Linked DNA regions of Sus scrofa: region 1 is linked to region 2. Evidence: chromatin contacts called from public HiChIP or PLAC-seq data. All regions are on one chromosome and are shown on one strand. Each heading gives the region's core, a stretch centred on a gene start, on an enhancer-like site or on the middle of the called end of the contact. The rest is flanking DNA. Distances are from core to core; before and after follow the strand shown. Region 1 overlaps CMBL (carboxymethylenebutenolidase homolog). Region 2 holds the start of MARCH6 (membrane associated ring-CH-type finger 6).

The links. HiChIP or PLAC-seq counts read pairs in DNA pulled down with a chosen protein or histone mark.
Region 1: an H3K27ac HiChIP or PLAC-seq map of skeletal muscle shows a contact between it and region 2, with 2.9 times the contacts expected there. The contact joins the enhancer-like site here to the promoter of MARCH6 in region 2. A contact is called at or near these places in 1 of 5 promoter capture datasets (liver), 11 of 47 Hi-C or Micro-C datasets (blood, fetal heart ventricle, liver and 5 more) and 2 of 2 datasets of contacts at active chromatin or transcription factors (alveolar macrophages and skeletal muscle).

Annotation. Positions count from the first base shown.
Region 1 is chr16:72,192,307-72,196,896 of Sscrofa11.1, forward strand. It overlaps CMBL (carboxymethylenebutenolidase homolog), which reads left to right. Exons shown (of 6, transcript NM_001244350.1): 3 at 1,782-1,889. Among named protein-coding and RNA genes, the nearest start is that of CMBL, 24 kb to the left of the region's middle. Within about 2 kb of position 1,580, at least 4 of the 83 cell types and tissues checked have an H3K27ac peak or open chromatin away from gene starts, as enhancers often do. A contact at or near this core is called in liver and skeletal muscle, where this site is marked.
Region 2 is chr16:72,125,383-72,129,478 of Sscrofa11.1, forward strand. MARCH6 (membrane associated ring-CH-type finger 6) reads right to left here and starts at 2,428. Exons shown (of 27, transcript NM_001130535.1): 1 at 2,232-2,428. The coding sequence starts at 2,250.

The DNA.
Region 1 (4,590 bases), core at 330-2,829, 66 kb after region 2:
CCTTGGGCTTCGGGTTGTCCTAGGAGTGGCTGGCCCCGTAGACTTGTTGAAAGAATTATTTCCCGCTGTGGGCCCTGCCCAGATGCCAGTACGGGACACCTGGGGCAGGACTTGCCAGCTCTAAAATGGACCCATTACTTGGCCTTGAAGCATCTCTGCTTGGGGTCAGCTTTCACACTCAGGGCACCCATGGTTATCCTGCTCTGAATTAGACTGGCTTCCACACCTGGCATAGTGAGGCCTCACTCATCTCCCAAAGGTCATCTCATTGTCACATTGTGTGGCCACAGCCCTTTGGTGAATGCTGTCACCTCTTGGCTTCTCAGAGCCCTGGTGTCAGTAGCAGGTTCAGTAAAGCATGGAGGAGAGAGAGGAAGGACCATTTCTTCCTGTCCAGCTTCAGCAGGTCTTGAGTGTGGGGCACCCCTGTTCCCTTTGTCTTCTCGAAAGGAGGAGCTGAGAAGTTCCTGTCGTGGCTCCGTGGAAACAAATCTGACTAGTATCCGTGAGGACAGGGGTTCGATCCCTGGCCTTGCTCAGTGGGTTAAGGATCCAGCGTTGCCATGGGCTGTGGTGTAGTTTGCAGACATGGCTTGGATCTGGCATTGCTGTGGCTGTGGTATAGGCCGGCAGCTGTAGCTCTGATTCAACCCCTAGCCCGGGAACTTCCATCTGCAGATGTGGCCATTCAAAAAAAAAAAAAAAAAGTGAGTAAAGATGCCTAAGACTTACAAATCCCACTCACACTTACCTATTTTGCCTTCAAAATAATCCTCTGAGGTTTCACTGGGCTGTCTCTATCATATCAAGAAAACGAGGCCAAAAGTGATTAAATAGCTTGTTCAGGTTTCAGAGCAGAATGGGGCAGTTCTGGGACCTGATTCTGCTGACCCAGATTTCAGTCTTCTTGGGACCCCTGCAGGAGAAGCTGGCTTCCTCCATCTGTGGCTGTGACATGTATTAGGAACGGGGTCTCTGTCTGGAGCCATGTGGCCCCATTCCCCCCGGGGTTGACACACTTGGAAGGTTGAATGGACCCTTTATTTATTATTTATTTATTTTTTTAGGGCCGCACCTGCAGCATATGGAGGTTCCCAGGCTAGGGGTCAAATCTGAGCTACAGATGCCAGCCTAGCTCACAGCTATAGCAATGTTGGATCCTTAACCCACTGAGGGAGACTAGGGATCGAACCTGTATCCTCATGGATACTCATCAGGTTCTTAACCTCCTGAGCCACAACAGGACCTCCTCCGTGGTCCCTTTTGGACCCTGCATGAGACCATACCCTCTGGGCAGGACCTGATAGCCTGTTGGCATCCTGGCCGGAGGCTGGGAAAGTGCTTGGTCACGGTGACTGGATCACTCACCAAGTGTGCCCTCCTGGCCTGAGGCTGACACGAAAGGCCAGCGGAGAGGCACAGGTCTCAGGGGCAGGAAGGGAGCTCTGCCCGCCCAGGCCCTCTCCAGTGCTGCTGCCGGGAACCTTTGTCCTGGGGCATCACATCTAAGGGGCATGTGCCCAGCCAAGGCCTTGGCACGCCAGGTGGGCTGGGCTCTGGGCAGGCTGCCAGCGCCCGGGCACCTTGGGTTTGTGAAATCTGAGATATTCTGGCCTGGAACCAGTTGGCGTCTTTGCTGCGATCACAGTTGGCCCTCGAGGCACTACTTTTCTTCTCCCGTGGTCTGGAACCACAACCTGGCATGTTTCTAAATGAATGTAAGCAAATATGGAGTCCCCGCAGCTCTGACGCTACACTCGCTGAATGTCCCTTTTTTCCAGAACCATCGTTCCAGACTTCTTTGTAGGACAGGAGCCGTGGCACCCCTCTGGGGACTGGTCCACTTTCCCTGAGTGGTTGAAGACCAGAGATGCCAGAAAGATCAACAGGTGAGTTACGAGGACCTTACCAGCCGGTGTGGCTGTGTTCCTGGTGCCCCCAGGGCTGCCAGGGAGTGGAGGACTGAGGGGACAGGGAGGGTCTGGGATCATCATTCAGATCCCCCCCCACCTCCCCCCTTCCCCATCAATGAACCTCGGAGGCCACAGCCAACGGAGCCCTTCCTGAAGCACAAAAGGAACCGGTTTCATGTAGCACAGTTCATACAGTGGAAGGTTAGCAACCAGCAAGCACCCTGCTGGCCAGCAAGCTTGCTTGCTTCTCTCTCTGGAATGTTCTTTGGGCCTGATTTTCCTTGACAGTTGGGCTCTGGGGGTTCAGAGATCAGTATTCTCTCCTCCTGGCTGAGAACCAGTTGAAACAAGCAGAGAGACTAGAGAAAAGGACCTACTTGTCCTCAGTTGATTGGAGCGGAGGCTTTTGATCCGAGGCCCCAAGGGCCACCCCTCCTCCAGGGAAACTTTGGGTCTTTAGAGCAGCCCCAGCAGACCAGGACTGCTGTCCCGACAGGGTCCGCGAGAAGCAGTGGGAAGAAAAGCGGGGATCCCACAGGATGGCAGCCTTTGTTAAATTGGCTTCACCCAGTCCAGAAGCAGGGCGACACTCAGCTGTCACTCAGATCCCCTCTTGTTTTTGTTTTTGTTTTTTAGGGCTGCACCTGTGGCATATGGAGGTTCCCAGGCTGGGGGTTGAATCAGAGCTGCAGCTGCCGGCCTACGCCACAGCCACAGCAATTGGAGATCCAAGCTACACCACACCACAGCTCACTGCAGTGCCAGATCCGAGCCGCGTCTTCAGTGTACACTGCAGCTCCCAGCAATGCTAGATTCTTAACCCCCTTAGCAGCGCCAGGGATTGAACCCAAGTCCTCATGGATACTAGTAGGGTTTGTTACACTGAGCCACAGCGGGAACTCCCAGATCCCCTCTTCTTTATCTGGAGGATTAGGATGGAGTGGGAAAGAGGCAGGAATGAGGAATCAGGAAAGAGGTTTTCCTGAGCAGGAAATCCTGAGCCCAGGACAAAGGGTTCCCCTGATACCAGCCCCTAACTCACCTTGACTGTGTGTCCTTCCAGACACTTCTCTCCCATCCTCTGACTTTGTCCCACCTCACCTGTGAGCCTCAGGTGTTTGATAAGCTGCTCCCCAAGCCCAGGCTGGGGCAGGTGCCGGTAACGTGGCCCCCTGCCCATGGCCACTTGGTCTCTGGAACTCTGCTCCTCCAGGGTAGGCTCTGGGCTGATGGCCCTCTGGCTCCTGGGCTGCTGGACCCCGGGCAGACCTCTGCTCACAGCCCACGGGACCTCTGCTCCTGCTCGGTGTGGCTCCCTGGCTCCTCGGCCCGCCTCACTCCCCATACTCTCCGGGGACCCGACTCTCTTGTGTCCTGGCCATCCTCTCTCTGGGTCTTGTGCAGAGCAGCAGTGCTTTTGGCTCAGGCCAGGGTCTCTGTGCAGTTCCTCAGTCCAGAGAGATGCTCCAAGCAGCCCTGGGTGCTCCCGGCTTGCCGAGCACCGGGACTCTGTGTAACCTCAGGGTTGGCGGGAGACCAGAGCCAGTGGCCCTCTTTGGCTTGTCCTAGGGTGCAAGGGGATGGTGGCCCGGCTTGTCTTAAGTCTGTCCCATCCCGGGGAGTCTCAGTGCAGGGTACGGTGGCCCGGCTCCCTCACCCCAGGTCAGGGCCCTCAAGGGCCACCCCAGCTCCGAGTTCCCCCAGGAGCTGTGAGAAGCTTTTGTGGAGACCGCACCCCAGCTCTGCTTCTCTGTCCTGCCTCCTCCTCCCCGTCCCCAGGGTTGACTCTGGGATTCGTGGGGACCCAGCATCCTGCATGCTTATCCATTTCCATGCCTCCCTCCCAGACACTCAACCTGCAAGCCCAAGAGAGGCAAAATAAGGCAAGAAGTCAAGAATAAATTAGAAGTAGAAATAACAAGGGAGCCAGAGAAGCTGTGATGTGAACGTGAACTTCAGCTTTGCCTGTCAGGTGGTTGCAGGAACCTGGGCTTGGCAGGGGAACCTGCAGGGGAGATAGGTGTGGCGGGGGGAATGGTTAGGATGTTTGGAGGAAAAGCCTTGTGTGGCTGCCTTTCCATTTGCAACACAAATCAGGGCGATCATTTCTGGGAAAGATTCGAGCAGCCTGTGGTCCCCTCCACCAGGGATGAGGAGAGCCACATGTTTTATTTTCTTTATTTTATTTTATTTATTTTTTTGAGAGCCACACCTTTTAAATCAAAATGAGACAAATGGAAATACTAACTTGGAAAAATAGACTGAAGTCCTTGTGTCAGGTGTCTTTTGTTTGAAAAACTCCTTTTTTTTAGTGCTTACTGCTTAAGCAGTCATGGGATTTATTGACTTCTGGAACTGAAAAAAGGTGGTTTCTGTCTTTAAGCAGAAGTTGGTCTGTAGCCCAGAGGTATCCCCAGGATTTGACCTCTCAACATCTCTCAGCTATCTTGTCTGATGCTAGCCCCATTCTCAGGCAGTGTTTGCCTCCGGGTGGCAAGATGGCTGCAGCAGCTCCAGAAACCCAGCAAAATTCTCATTTTGTCCTGATCGTTATGACCGGGTCACAGGTCTATCCTTGAACCAGTCATCGTGGCCAGAGTGTCATGCTCTGATTGGCCAGGCCTGAGCCACATACTCTACTCCTAGAACCAAGCCCCCCAAAGTATATGGACCAAGC
Region 2 (4,096 bases), core at 1,178-3,677:
GAATCTCACCTTTGACATGTTACCTGCATGACTTTGGGCAAGTTACTTAATCATACTAACCCTTACTTTCTTCCATCTGTAAAAAAGGGAATGCTGTGTACCTAAAAGTGTTACGAGAATTAAATGAGATGTCTATGAAGTATTTAGTGAAGTACATGCCCTATATTAAGTCCTCAGTAAATTTTAGTTATTTCAAGAACAGCATTCAAGACAGTAAATATCATTTATACCTCACCCTTATTATAACTTTACAAGGAAAAAAACAGTGCACTAGAAGCACATAGAAAATATTTCTTTCAGGAGTTCCCTGTGGCTCAGCGGGTTAAGGACCCTGTGTTGTCACTGCAGCAGCTTAGGTTGCTACTGTTGCACCACTTTGACCCCTGGCCTGTGAACTTCCATATGCTGTGGTCAAAGACAAAAAAAATATATTTCTTTCATCATGATTCCACATAAACTTTCAGATTCTACAATTCCTGAATTACCACTATCACACCACACATTTAGTATGCAAACACTAAGTGCACAGGCTTAAAGAATGGGAGGAAAACATGCCAGTACATTATCAAGTGGTAAATAAACACAAGCCTTACTAAATTGAGTCATTAAAATCTGAATCCAGAAGTATGTGAAATCTATGGAGACGGAAATTTACACACAAGAATCATCTATCAAAAGAAGATAATTCCTAATAACCTCCTCAGCAGTGTCACTTGACTGTTTTTTTCCAAAGGAGTCGCCGGTGGTTATTACTTCACTCACTGTATATAATAAAAAAACTAAGACATAATGAAAACTATTTGTAATGAGAAGGCCTAGGTTCATATCTGTCTCTTAACTAGCATGTGAAGCTTAGACAAGTTATTTAAATAACTAAGCTTGGGAGTTCCCAGGAAGCTCAGCGGTTAAGGATCTGGCTTGTCACTGTTGAAGAAAGAAAGAAGCCAGCCAGCCTGAACTTCCGCATCTATAATACCCCCCGCGCTACTCCACGGGGCTCTTACTAAGATCAAATGTGAAGGCATGTAAATATGCTTTGTAAACTCAAGTATAACATGCGGCTACAGTTTGAAGTTCTTACTAAGACTTCTTTAAAAAATAATAAATTGTCTCCACTCATTACACATACAGTATCAAACTTCCTGTCACTCATTATTGCACGCCACAACAGTCCTCAAAGATCCTCATTTAAAATCACCAAAATCCATACGGTTGAAAGGTGCTTATCAGACAGCTACATAATATACCCGAAGCAGAAAGGTATCTTATCTTCACTGACATCCTACACATCAAGCATCAGGAGAGTAATTTCCTCTATGGACTCAGTAAAATTATTCGATAGACTCTAAAAAGATAAAACTGCTTAAAAAACAACCTAATTACCGTCAGCGGATAAGCAAATGCATTTCAATAGTCACAACTGTTCAGTTATGTATCCACGTATGTATTCAGTTTACAAGAGTCAGCTTGATCCAAAACAGCCACATCCAAAACACACACACACTCAACCAAGCAACACACGCACAAAACTCGGCTTATTGGTGTCAGGGATTAAGCACAAAATAAATCACACTGAAACAAAGGAATTCTACAGAGCACCCCTTCTGCGAATAACCCCGTTGGGCCTGCCTCGTCCCCGTTTAGTAAACAAATAATTCGGGACTCGCAAGCAGAGGATAAGGTTTTTAAATAGGGGTCAGTTGATTCCACTCAGCCGTCACCTGGCGGGGTATTTTTCGCTAAGTTTGAGTCAACAAAGAAGTTCTGCCGTGAAAGGGTCGGGCCCGCAGAGCTACGGGCAAAACGATATAAAGAAAGACAAAACCGAGTGGGGGAAGGGTGTGGAAAACGCCCCCAGACTCTGAGCGGCGACGACAGCGTCGTCCCCCGGGGCTGGCGGGACGGAGGGGTGGGGAGTCTCACCGGCCGCGGCCACCGCAGCCCCGACGCCCCCCGGCCCGGGCAGGGGCCCTGCCCTCCACGCGCGCGGGCGGGAAACGGCGGGGGGCGCCGAGGGGTCACCTTCTGTCCCCGCCGCCCCTCGCGCCGGGCTGCTCGGCGGGCAAACGGCCCGGGCGCCGGTCCCCCGCTGTCACCGCGCGCCTCCGCCCCGAGCCGAGGTGCCCCCAGCGCCGCCCGGGCCCCGCGGCCCGCCTGGAGCGCCGCAGACTGGGCGCGGGCCCAGCCCGAACCCGGGCGCGGGAGAAAGGGCGCGGGCGCCGCCGACTTACCTTCCTCGGCGGTGTCCATCTTGTCTGAGGGGGCGGCGGTGACGCAGCCGCGAAGCTCCTGTGGCCGAGGCCGGAGCCTTCCGGCCGGGGCGGGGAAAAAGGGAGGGGGAGGAGGGAGGAGGGAGCGGAGCCGGGCCCGGGCAGGTGTTTGTGCTCAGGTGCGAGAGAGGAAGCTAGAGGAAGGAGAGAGGGGAAGAGGGAGAGGGAGAGAGGCTGACAGAAAGCGGGCGACAGAGGGGAGGGGGAGGGTCGGGGAGAGCAGAGGGGCGAGGCCTGGGCGGGGCATGGAGGCGGAAGGGGCGGAGCGCCCCCAACGACAGGTGCCGTCATTTCCGGCCGCGGCGGAGGCGCGCACGCTCAGTGCGCGGTACCCGTGGGGGGCCATCCCGGCCCGGCCCGAGCAGCTGGTGGCCGCCGTCGTGGGCATTGGGCCTCCTGGACCTTGTCCTGAGGGTTGCGCGGGGCAGCGAGGCTGAAACCTTAGTAGGAGTTGAACTCTAATAACACTGAGGGAAGCAACAAAGAAGACACAACACGATGGAAGTGAGCAGCGTGAGCCAGCGCCTGACAGCGAGGCGGCTAGCCCAGCGCAGGCCGGGCGGCGGTGCAGGACAAAGACGGGTCCCAGGGCTGAAGAACTGTTACCTGGGACTTGTGAAATACGAGTTCTGCGCTATCGCGCCCGGAGATTCCGGTGCCGCGTGTCTGGAGCTGGCCCAGGAATATGCATTTTTGTTCTGCACGCGGGCAGTTCTGATGCATGTTTTGAGGAAGTACTAGAATGCCAATAAAATTAAAAAGTCAGAGTTCCCGACGTCACTCAGTGGTTAATGAACCCAACTAGTAACCATGACGTTGGGGATTCGATCCCTGGCCTGGCTGAGTGGGTTAAGATCTGGCTTTGCCTTGAGCTGTGGTGTAGGTTGCAGTCGAGGCTCTGATTTCCTTTGGCTGTGGCGTAGGCCGGCAGCTAGAGTTTCCATTGGACCCCTAGTCTGGGAATCTCCGTATGCCACGGCTGCAGCCCTAAAAAGACAAAAGACAAAAAGGAAGTAAAATGAAAAAGTCAGGCCCTATCATTACCATAGTTCTGCATTTGACTGGAAGAACTACAATAAACTGCTTAGGTTGGAGGTTGAAACAAACACCCTTCTCTAGGGGAAATCTGTTCAGATAGGGACAGAACTTGGTATACTGGGTTATGGACACTTAACCTGGCCAGGGCTAAATTGCTTCAGCCTTATGAAAGACTGAGCACGTTCTTTCAGTACACCACTTTTCCTCACCAAAGAATTATTTAGAAATTATTTAGAATTATTTAGAATTATTTAGAAATTATTTAGAACTATTTAGAAATTACTGATGAGAAAGGCCACCACCTTAGAATTACCTAAGTAGAACTAAAGATGTCTCTAATCCCAAGAAAATATATTTTAAACAATATGCAGATAAATTGCAGAAATAGATGCAAGAATGCTAGCCATCTCTTTTCTATCCGTGTGAGGAAAGGAATTGGGAAAATCTCCCACCTCTGAACTTCCTCAATCAGAATGAAACTGAGAATGAAAATAATGAAGTAGAATCCTTCAGAAAGAGAGCAGCCCTTGAAGACTAATGTCACTGATTTGACCAATGTCACTCATGGTACCCAAGACAGGAAGGAATTCAAGTTCTTGACACAATAATGGAGAACCACTGATTTCAAGGGTTGACCTTGAGAACTGAACACATTTAAGCTTATCCTTAAATATGTTTAGACTATTATTATCTCCCAAGAAATTGAGTCTGAAGGAGGCTCATTCCCCAGTCTCCATCCCTCCCACCCAACAGGACAAGCACTCGTGCCCTCTATAGGGCCTGTGGCA